Regions from separate parts of the Mus musculus genome. Here region 1 is linked to region 2. Evidence: chromatin contacts called from public Hi-C data. All regions are on one chromosome and are shown on one strand. Each heading gives the region's core, a stretch centred on a gene start, on an enhancer-like site or on the middle of the called end of the contact. The rest is flanking DNA. Distances are from core to core; before and after follow the strand shown. Region 1 has its middle 31 kb from the start of Gm30588. Region 2 has its middle 23 kb from the start of Gm30474.

Region 1 (5,093 bases), core at 1,088-3,587, 190 kb before region 2:
TGGGATTGAGGCTAGGGCCAGAGGAACCTATATTCCTGCCTTTTAGCTAACCTCGGGGTCTATTTGGCCTTGGCCTTAAGCACTGTTAGGTCCAATCAAACAGCAGTTCCCTGACCATCACCTTGCTTTGCTGAGAGAATTTTAAGAAACAGATGGAAAAGACCATATTTTAAAAAGCACAGAGATTGGAACCTCTCTGCTGTTTCTGGCCCAAATGAGGAAACTCCCAAGGCTCCTGCCATGGTAAGAAACCACAGTTAACAATGGTGAATAAAACCACATCTTAATTTCTCCCCGAATTTCCATTTTACAGAGAATTTGGGGGAAAAAAATCAATCTTCAGAGGCTGTGGAAAAACACAAAGTTGTGTATTTATTTTATTTTATTTTTTATCTTGGAAAAATGTCTGTATCATAATAAAGTCTCTCAAGACACCAGCTTGAGTCACGTCCCTCTGAGTTGGCACATCCAGCAGCAGGCCTTGGGTGTCGCAGGCCCTCAATAAGTGATTGTGTATCGAAGATGTTTGCTCTCCTCAAAACCAGTCGCCACAAATCAGCATCAAGTCAGGCCAGGCAAGAAACATTCTATTTTTAGTAGAGATGGCTCATTATGTTTGTCTGTGTCACTGAAACGTCTTAAATGAAAGAACAAACAAGCAAACAAACAAGCAAGCAGAATGATCATAGGTGGGGACGCTTGTTTTGGACATTAGCTCCACCCCTGGTGTAAATATGTTACTTTGTAACATAATGTGAAGATTCTCCTTAAGTACTGAGTTGAGTGGCCACCACTGCCTGCATTTCTTACCTCAGCCTAGTGGTGTCATTCTCAGATTAATCTGAGAAGCATCGGAAGCAGGGGAAGTTAGCCTCCAGACTCTGCCTCTCCGCTTTCTTCCTTTAAGTGTGTGTGGGGGGGGGGTGCGGGGGGGGGATGGGATGGGGGAGGGGGGAGGGGTGTGATTCTGCAGGCAGCACCACACAATTTTTTTCTCATCTGCATCTTTAGAAATGACAGGTGACTGGGGGAATCTCAGTGGAATTTAGCGAACCAGGTCCATGCAGCCTGCAGAAACGGTGTCTTCACTTCTGTATGGCTGTGGGGTCGTCACGGCCACTTGTCTACCATGAAGAGGTAGGAAAACCCTTTGGACTTCAACTGAGATGCCAGTCCCATGGCCAGCTATCTCCTTGTATGTCCCTTTCAACTGAAAAAGACATCATGTGATAACAGTTTTTATTTTTTTCCTGTTAATTATATTTTCCCTCCATTTGTAACAGCAATGAATACACTTAGAGAGATGGACTCTTTTGTGCTACAACAAACAAGCAAGGACATAAAGTAAACAAATGTTTCATAAGAGATAAGCAAAAGCTGCAATTATTACCATATGTAGTCGGTTTGTCTATCACCTGTCTGCATATCACCTATCTGTCTGTCTGTCTGTCTATCTATGCATCTATAAATCTATCTATCTATCATACATCTATCTATGTATCTATCCAAACACAGAGGAGGGAAGAAAGGGGAGAAGGGAGAGGGAGGGAGGGAGGAGAGAGAGAGAGAGAGAGAGAGAGAGAGAGAGAGAGAGAGAGAGAGAGAGAGAGAGAGAGAGAGAGAGAGAGAGAGAATCCTTTAGGAGAAAGGATTTGTCACATTCTGTGTTTGTAAGCAACTTTACTATTGTAGACAGTCAGTGTATTATCACGATGGCCCCTGGTGTATGTGCCATTACTGAGTATTTGGGGGGTGGGTTCAGGTTCTAGTTCTGTAGCCCCAAGTCCTTGGAGCACCATTTCTTAAAGCATTCTGTTTTAATCGTGTTCTTATGTGATTCATAGAGTGAAGTAAAGTTTTAAGGTAAATCTTATTAGGATGTGACTATTCTAATTTGAACCAAACAGAAATTCAGTTCCCGAACTTCTCTGGTATGCGCTCAGCAGGAGACCTGTGAAGTGAGCAAGACCTCTGCCCCTCCCTCTGACAGGCGACAGGCCTTCCCTGGTGTCAAGGTTGCTGGTGGAGGAAATGAAACCAGGACAACAGGGACAAAGATCATATAGCTACAGAACAGCAAGAAACTTGAAGAATCCGTGGCTTGAGTCTCCCTTTCCTCAAGGCTTCCAGTGGGTCTCGCGGCTTGGTCCAGGCAGTTGATGGGGTGGAATGCTGAGTGTGGGGGAGACTAAGTCTAATACAACGGGCAGCGAGCATGCCTGTGTGTCCTCCAGGGGGAGACATTTCTCTTTCTCCCATGGCTGTGTGTTACCCAAAGCTAAGGTGGTCAGTGACACATTTGCAAGGCATGTCTCTGGGACACAGAGCAGAACAGGCTTGCAGAGCAGCTGCCCTCTGTGAGACTGAAGACCGAACGACTGTCTGTTTGCCCTCCAGTCCACACTGTCTAGAGGCCAACTGCTGCTCCTGGCCAGCAGCGCCTCAGGCCTTCCCATCACCACCCCAGAGAAAACCGTCAGAAGAGCATTGGCAGTTGTATGTTCTTACAGGAGGCCTGGAGTGTCCTGTAGGGACCACCGTAGGGACAATAAGAGCCAGGGACATAGCCTGGCACTTGAAAGATCTGCCACACTGCCCAGTTTGATTTTACGTTTCTCCCTTTCAGCCACTGTTTAGCTGTTCAGTTTACTAGAAATGTCTGTAGTTCTTAAGTGGCTGGTGGCCATTTTTCAAGGACTTTCTTTCTTGGTGTCATTCCTCTTAAAGAATGAACTGCGCAACCACATGCGTCTAGGAGGGTGGGCGAGAGAAAGGAGCAGGCACAGGATTCAAAGAAGTCAATTTAGCTACTTATTAACCGTGCCTGGAAATGTGAAGAGGAAAAGGTGGGAACTAATGACTCCAATGGGTGTTTGAAAAGAACTGGCTCTTTTGTTCCCAGCTCCGTGAACCCTCTCTTTGGAGAACCCAGAGCTGGTCCTCAGTCAATGAGTGTGGCAAGGATCATTTCAAGAACAAATTGAGGAAACGTAGGCACGGGTCTTTCATCGCCTTTTCGCGGTGATTAGATTTATTTACCTCCCTTGCTGGCCCCTTCTCTTTCATGCTTTCCAACCGCTTTAAAATCAAGAGTGAAAAATGAAACCGAGTTCCGGCTTTTAAGAAAATGAGAGAGGGTGGGGGCTGGGCTGGCTGACAGGTGCACACTTCCTGGGAGCCAGAGAATAGCAAGAAGTTTAAGAAAAGAACTGTGTGACCATAGCTGGCCTTGCCTGGGAGAAAGTCACTAATTGAAAGTCTGGCCAACGTTAAATGTGCTGGTGAAGTGCACTGATTTATTGGGACCAGTGTGGGGGAAAGGTCTGTGGAGCAAATTGAAAGAACAAACAGGGAAACGGTGTGTTTTCCTCGCCGAGAGATAGCTCCAAACGTTTGTAAAAATCACTTTGTATTTCAATCCCCCTGCAAAACGGTGAAAAGTTCTGGTTCCTAACTTCTAAGAGTTACTGTGAAAACCCTTACAACATCCCTAAGGTGTTCCTTCCTTGCGTGGGATCCTGTCATCCTCGTGACCGTGTGAGTTCGGGGGGAAGCAGAATTTTGTGAAAATGTTTCTCTACTTTAGACTTTTCTACAACTTTCTACCCAATTAGAGGATGTTAGTGGGGTTTGCTGCGTAGTGTGCTGGTATTTTGTGACTCGCAGGCGCTGATCTGTTTCCCTGGCTGTCTCACAGTTCATGAAGAAGTCTGCTCTAAAAAATGGCTTCTCACCATTCTGAGGGCCATCCCATCCCATCCCATCCCATCCCCCCCACCCCATCCCACCCCACCCCACCCCATCCCATCCCATCCCACCCCATCCCACCCCACTCCATCCCATCCCATCCCACCCCACCCTACCCCATCCCACCCCACCCCACCCCATCCCATCCCACCCCACCCTACCCCATCCCGTCCCATCCCATCTCACCCCACCCTACCCCATCCCACCCCACCCCACCCCATCCCATCCCACCCCACCCTACCCCATCCCATCCCACCCCACCCCATCCCATCCCACCCCACCCTACCCCATCCCATCCCATCCCATCCCATCCCCCCCACCCCATCCCACCCCACCCCACCCCATCCCATCCCATCCCACCCCATCCCACCCCACCCTATCCCATCCCATCCCATCCCATCCCATCCCACCCCATCCCACCCACCCCATCCCATCCCCTCTTCATCCTTCTCTACTGGGTTCTCAAGGCTTGCCCTGAGTCAGTTATGGGTATGCAGCATTTACATTGCCATTATCAGTGACAACATGCAGGGACCTTAGTGGCACTTGGGAGTTAGAATGCCTTCATCTTGGAGATGAGGAGACACAGGTCCACAGAGGTAAAGAGAAGCATCCAAGGCCTCGACGTGTTTATTTCATTGATTTCTAGAATCAAAAGTTATGAATCCCTTACTCCGAGGCTGCAAGACTCATTCAGTGTAGTACATCACAGAGTGGGAGGGAGGAGGGGGAGGGCTGCACAGAGTGAATGAGAAGTGTATGTGTAGCCACAGCTTGCTATTCAGGAATCTTTTCTCTGTGTTAAAAACGTCATCAAATTAGAAGTATAAGCATGCATCTTTGTCCTATTCGAGAAGCCTGACTTGCTGTCACTAGAAGTCATATTTGTCAGAAAATGGGCATCAACTTTTAGGACAAGATTTATTTCTGGTATTTCTCTCTTTCTCTCTTGCACATGTATGTGTGTTGTGTGTGCATATGCACATATGTATGGGCACATGCATAACAGTGTGTAGGTATATGCGTGTACATGCAAGTACACATGTGAAAGCCAGAGGTTGAGGCTGGTGTTTTCCACTATTAACTTTATCTTTTGAGAAACATTTGTCCCTGAACCCAGAGCTCACCGGGCTGTGGCCTGACACTGCACCCCTCCCTCCCTCCCCCTCCCTCAGCTGTGACAGGGTTGCAGACACCTGTGCCTGGCTCCCTACGTACATGCTGGGGTTCCAAGTGTTTATACGGCAGGTACTTTATGCCTTCTGCACCATCTCTCTCATTTCTACCCTGCTCTTACAGTCAGGTCTCTCATTGGCTGGGAGCCTGCCGATTTGATAAGGCTGGCT
Region 2 (4,722 bases), core at 2,166-4,665:
GCCCTAGCCCACCCAGAGCTGCGTATGTGCTTCTGCAGCATGGAGAAAAGGAGCAGGCCATGCGCTAGCTCCTAAGTCCTAGATCTGCATTGCACAACTGACTCACGGAGCCCTAAAGACCCCAGAAGCACGTGTGAGTGATCAGCTATTGGCTCGTCTTTCCCTTGATTCTCAAAATTCCAGGTTGTCAGATTACATTCACACAAAGATCCTGCTGAACCAGAAAGATGTCACACCTGGTCTACCCCACCCCTTCCTCTGGTGAACTGGAGAGATGCCATGCAGGCCTGCCCTTTGTTCCCTGTGACTGGTGACACCAAAGTCTCCTGATTCTAAGAAGGACCCATCGTATCCCTTCCGTTTAAAGTGTCCTGTATGTATTCCAGCTTCTGCAGAGGCCTCCTGTGGATGCAAAGCACACATCAACTTGGCAAAGCCTCATCTTGACACGAAAGAAACAAAACCCTGCCAAAAACCAAGGGGCAGCAACAGCAAAGAGACACTCAGGACTTGTTTGTATGTTTAATTTACAATTTCAATGCTATGACAAAAATAAAGTAGGAAAGATGTGGCTTTGCTCATGCTTTCAGAGATTTCAGACTGTGGTCCTTGGCCCAGTGCGCTCTGGGTCTGTGCAGAAGGAGGAACTTCATAGAGGTGGGAGCTAATGATAGGGACATAGCCATGTCATAGCCGATAAAGGAGAGACAGTTATAGATAGATAAACACACACACACACACATATGCACACACAGGTAGACACAGATACATAGGCACACACACACACAGACACAGGGTCACAGACAGAGATAGAGATGGACACAGACAGATAAAGACTCACACAGCGTCAGACAGAGGCACACACACACACACAGAGATAGAGACAGAGATAGACAGAGACAGAGACACAGACAGACAGACATAGACATAGACAGACAGACAGACAGGCAGGCAGACAGAGACATGTTTTCTGTGACATACTTCCTCCAGCTACCCCTCCCCAACATCTAAAGTTTCCAGAACCTCCTAAAATAGCACCAGCAGTTGAGAATCGCGTCTTCAATACGTGAGCCAACCATACAGCGTTGCATGTCTCCTGCTAAAAATAACAAAAGTACGAGTCACCGAGAGGGAGGTAGAGTTGACTCACACTGATTGAGCCACTGGCGTTCATGGCAGTATTGACATTGCTTGTTGGACAGCGGGGAACTGTTAAGAGCCTGTTTTCACTTTCCCAAATTTCCATAAAACGTTTACAAAACACACTTGCTTTTAGTATGATTGTATGGGGAAAGCCATTGGCTCTCCACGCCCTTGGTGTGTGAGGTACGTGTCATAACAAAACAAGAGAGAGGGTGGGTAGGTGGGTAGCCCAGTAGCTACCTCTACAGTGCGTGGCTAGCATGTACAGGACGTTGGTTCAAACCTCAGCAGCAGAGCGGTGGCACATACTGCAATCCCAACAGCCTACCCATAGGTAAAGGCTGGGGGCCCAAGAGCTCGAGATCAGCCTTGGGTATATACAGTAAGCCTGAGGTCGGCTTGGGCTACACTAGACACTGCACGAATCTTCTTAAAAATGTTTACATGGAGTAAACTTGCAGGTAGAACTATTGATGTTCCTCACAAGTTTTTCAAACTTTTTGAATAGTTCCCCCCCCCTTTTTTTAAAGATTGACTTTATTTTGATATTTTATAGAATCTGTTCTGGCAAGAGCCTAGTCACTATTTTAATGGTTGAGAGTGACATGTTAAATAATTAAGCCCTATCTCTTTATGTAGCTAAGACCGCAGAATAGCATCTGTGACATCCTAAGGAAAGCACCAAGCATTGTAATGCCTCAGAACTGGAGAAGTTGGGGCTTGGCCACAACCCCAAAAGATCCAATTTCTGCTTTCAAATATCCTCCATCCTACTGAAGGTCCCTGAGATTAGTGAGCGGCACAAGCACCATGAACTTGAGAATCGACTCTCTGAGAACGTAGCATGTTCTGCGGTGCCCTGTGATGTCAGGGATGCCCCCTCGGATGCTTTCACTTCAATTCACCTCCTCGCTTGTCAACAAGAAGGTTGTGGTCACTTCTCAGGTACATCCACCTCGTTTTGTGAGATAGAATCTCACCCTAACTGGTCATCAAACCCCAGGGACCCAACTGTCACCGCCTCCCCAGAGCTGGCATTACAAGCATGCACCACCACACACACCTTTTTAAGCGTGGGTCCTTGAACTTGGGTCCTCACGCTGTCAAGGCGGACACTTGACTTCCTGCACTGTCTCCCAGGCTTGGTGCCAGTCCTCATTGAGGAATAAGCCAGACATCCAGCAGTTGTATTTGATCTAAAGCTACCCCATCTTGTCCCTGTCACCTAGGTGTGCACAACACGAGCTTTCTGTACTCTTTATCCTAGAAGACAGAAGCCATCTCTGCACACCAAGGACCATAAGACAATATGGATTTCATGACTCCCTCAAACGTTCGTTAAGGCTGGCCTGTCAGGGTTGGGAGTACACATATAACTTAATATACATCTTTTTAGGTCCATAACAAAAAGTGTTGTATGCTTGCAACCAGAACAGCGCCATATCCTAATTATTATTTATTATTGTCATCAAAGCCACAGCTACTGGTCTTGATAGTGAGAGCTAACATGAAATAGATATTGACAAACTATTCACCGATTTAATCATCTCTCCAGCCACTTGTGTTTGCAAATGAATCTCCTGTCAACATCAAATCCTCATCAGCATTCCACACTCAGTGTGTGAGGATCATGTAAAATTGATGAGCTCAGATTTCTATTAAATGCACTACCTATTTCTGGGGTTACTTATATGGGCTTTCTGGAAGCTTGGAATCCTGGTGTCTTATAAACAAGACAGGCTCTGGCCTTTTACTTTAAAAGGGTCTTTAGAAAGCTTTTAGGACTATGCTGAGATGGAGTGCTCGTTAGAAAGATTGGAAAGAATGGAAAATTCCATGTGTGTGAGATTCCTGGGTAATATGTACAAATTAAGACTGTAAAGAAATTGATGGGAGCAATGTACATTTAATTTCAATATTTTGTGTGAATGTGTGTGTATGCACCATGTGTGTACATTGTCTGGGGAGACCAGAAGAGGGGGCTCAGCTCCCCTGAAATGAAAACGAAGTTCTAGATGGTGGGTGCTGGGAATTGAACTGGAGTTCTCTGGAAGAACTGCTAATGCTTTAAACCATTGAGTCATGTCTCCAGTCCTTTATATTTACTTTTAATTTATGTGTCTGTGTGTGCTGCATGTGTGTGCAGGTGCCCTTGTGGCCAGAAGAGGGCGTCAGATGCCAGTGGAGTTATGGGCAGTTATAAACCGACCAATGCAAGTATTGGGAGGCGACTCACATCCTTTGAAAGAACAACAGTTGCTCTAAAGCTCCGAGTCATCCCTCCAGTCCTAACAGGACATTGTTACTCATGTATTTATTTGCCTAGAAGTTCTATGTTGGCCTTAACCATAACGGGACCTAACTCTTGGCACCAAACACTATGCGAATGTTGAGGTATTATTTCCAAGCCCTGGGAACAGCTGCTGTTTATTGTGTTACAGTCGCCACCTCCTGAAGAATGTGATTCTGTTTCAAAGATATCCAAGCACTGACCAGGCAGCCTCAACCCAGATGAGCTGTGGCAACCAACGTGGCACGCTGTTATCCTGCTGTTATGAGGTGCACTCCATCAAGTGGTTCCAGATCCTTCTCCCCTGTGCCTGCAAGGGGAGGCTCTGTTGACTTTGGGGGGGCTGTAAATCCGAGTGGCACTTTTATGATTGAGGGGTAGACAGTGGTAGAGGATTTGTGTGACGCTCTATGAAAATTAGCAAATGCTGCAAACTCTGAGTCAGGAAGATTCATGGGAGGCAAGCCTGGGTTGCAAAAGGCATGGAGGCTTCCTGGAATCCGTGAGCTTCTGAGGATTACAAGAACGATCCCGAGGAGCTTGCCAAGGCCGCTCCTGTGGGATTAAGTGCACGGCCAGCTCTCAGACTATTCCTTGTATTGCATGGCTTGGGAATGCAGGGGCAGGGAGACCGCTAAATACCCTTGGCACTTTGAACTCTTTCAGCTTAGCACCCCTTGACATCATCAAAAATTTTTTTCTTTCTGTTTAGGGGAAGAAAGAGAGAGAGAGAGAGAGAGAGAGAGAGAGAGAGAGAGAGAGAGAGAGAGAGAGAGAGAGAGAAAGGAAGGCAGACCTAATTTGAGAAGCCCCATCCTCACCACAACCCTCTTTAGAACAAATGAACATTTTTCTCATGAGAAAGGTGGTTGACCTTCAATGAAGGACCTTTTGCTCCTGAAAAAAATTAGGAAATAATGTAATAGCTTATGTGTAGGTTGAGGCACTGATCTTATCCACACATTTTTTTTTTTACTGTTCTCAAAGGCTAGAGAAAATGGGATATCTGAATTTTTTAAGATTTGAAATATATAATTCGACCTAAAATAATCTCACTTTTAAGGACTTGGTCTGAGGAAATAAATAATTATAACTGACAAGAGTGAAAGTCATTTCAGAACTGCTCATAAGATCAAAAATGGTCTACTTTTATGTCAAAATGTTATAGATGACGTAAACAGTGTCATCTATAATGTGTTTCTAGAAGTACTCTGAGCTAGAGAGCTGGCTCTGTAGCTAAGAGCCCTTGCTGCTCTTACTGAGGACCCAGGTTTGGTTCTCAGCACCTA

Evidence for each region. Hi-C and Micro-C count contacts between places; a contact is called where the count stands out from the background.
Region 1: a contact with region 2 is called in a Hi-C map of myocytes, with 11 times the contacts expected there. The contact joins two enhancer-like sites. A contact is called at or near these places in 1 of 15 datasets of contacts at CTCF or cohesin (pro-B cells), 21 of 484 Hi-C or Micro-C datasets (the 3T3-L1 cell line, 3T3-L1-derived adipocytes, the AtT-20 cell line and 12 more) and 2 of 115 datasets of contacts at active chromatin or transcription factors (Th17 cells and embryonic fibroblasts).

What each region holds. Positions count from the first base shown.
Region 1 is chr16:93,290,360-93,295,452 of GRCm38.p6, reverse strand. No RefSeq gene overlaps it. Among named protein-coding and RNA genes, the nearest start is that of Gm30588, 31 kb to the right of the region's middle. Within about 2 kb of position 2,337, at least 98 of the 459 cell types and tissues checked have an H3K27ac peak or open chromatin away from gene starts, as enhancers often do. A contact at or near this core is called in the C2C12 cell line, the NIH/3T3 cell line, embryonic fibroblasts and 2 more, where this site is marked.
Region 2 is chr16:93,106,229-93,110,950 of GRCm38.p6, reverse strand. No RefSeq gene overlaps it. Among named protein-coding and RNA genes, the nearest start is that of Gm30474, 23 kb to the left of the region's middle. Within about 2 kb of position 3,415, at least 38 of the 459 cell types and tissues checked have an H3K27ac peak or open chromatin away from gene starts, as enhancers often do. A contact at or near this core is called in the C2C12 cell line, the NIH/3T3 cell line, embryonic fibroblasts and 2 more, where this site is marked.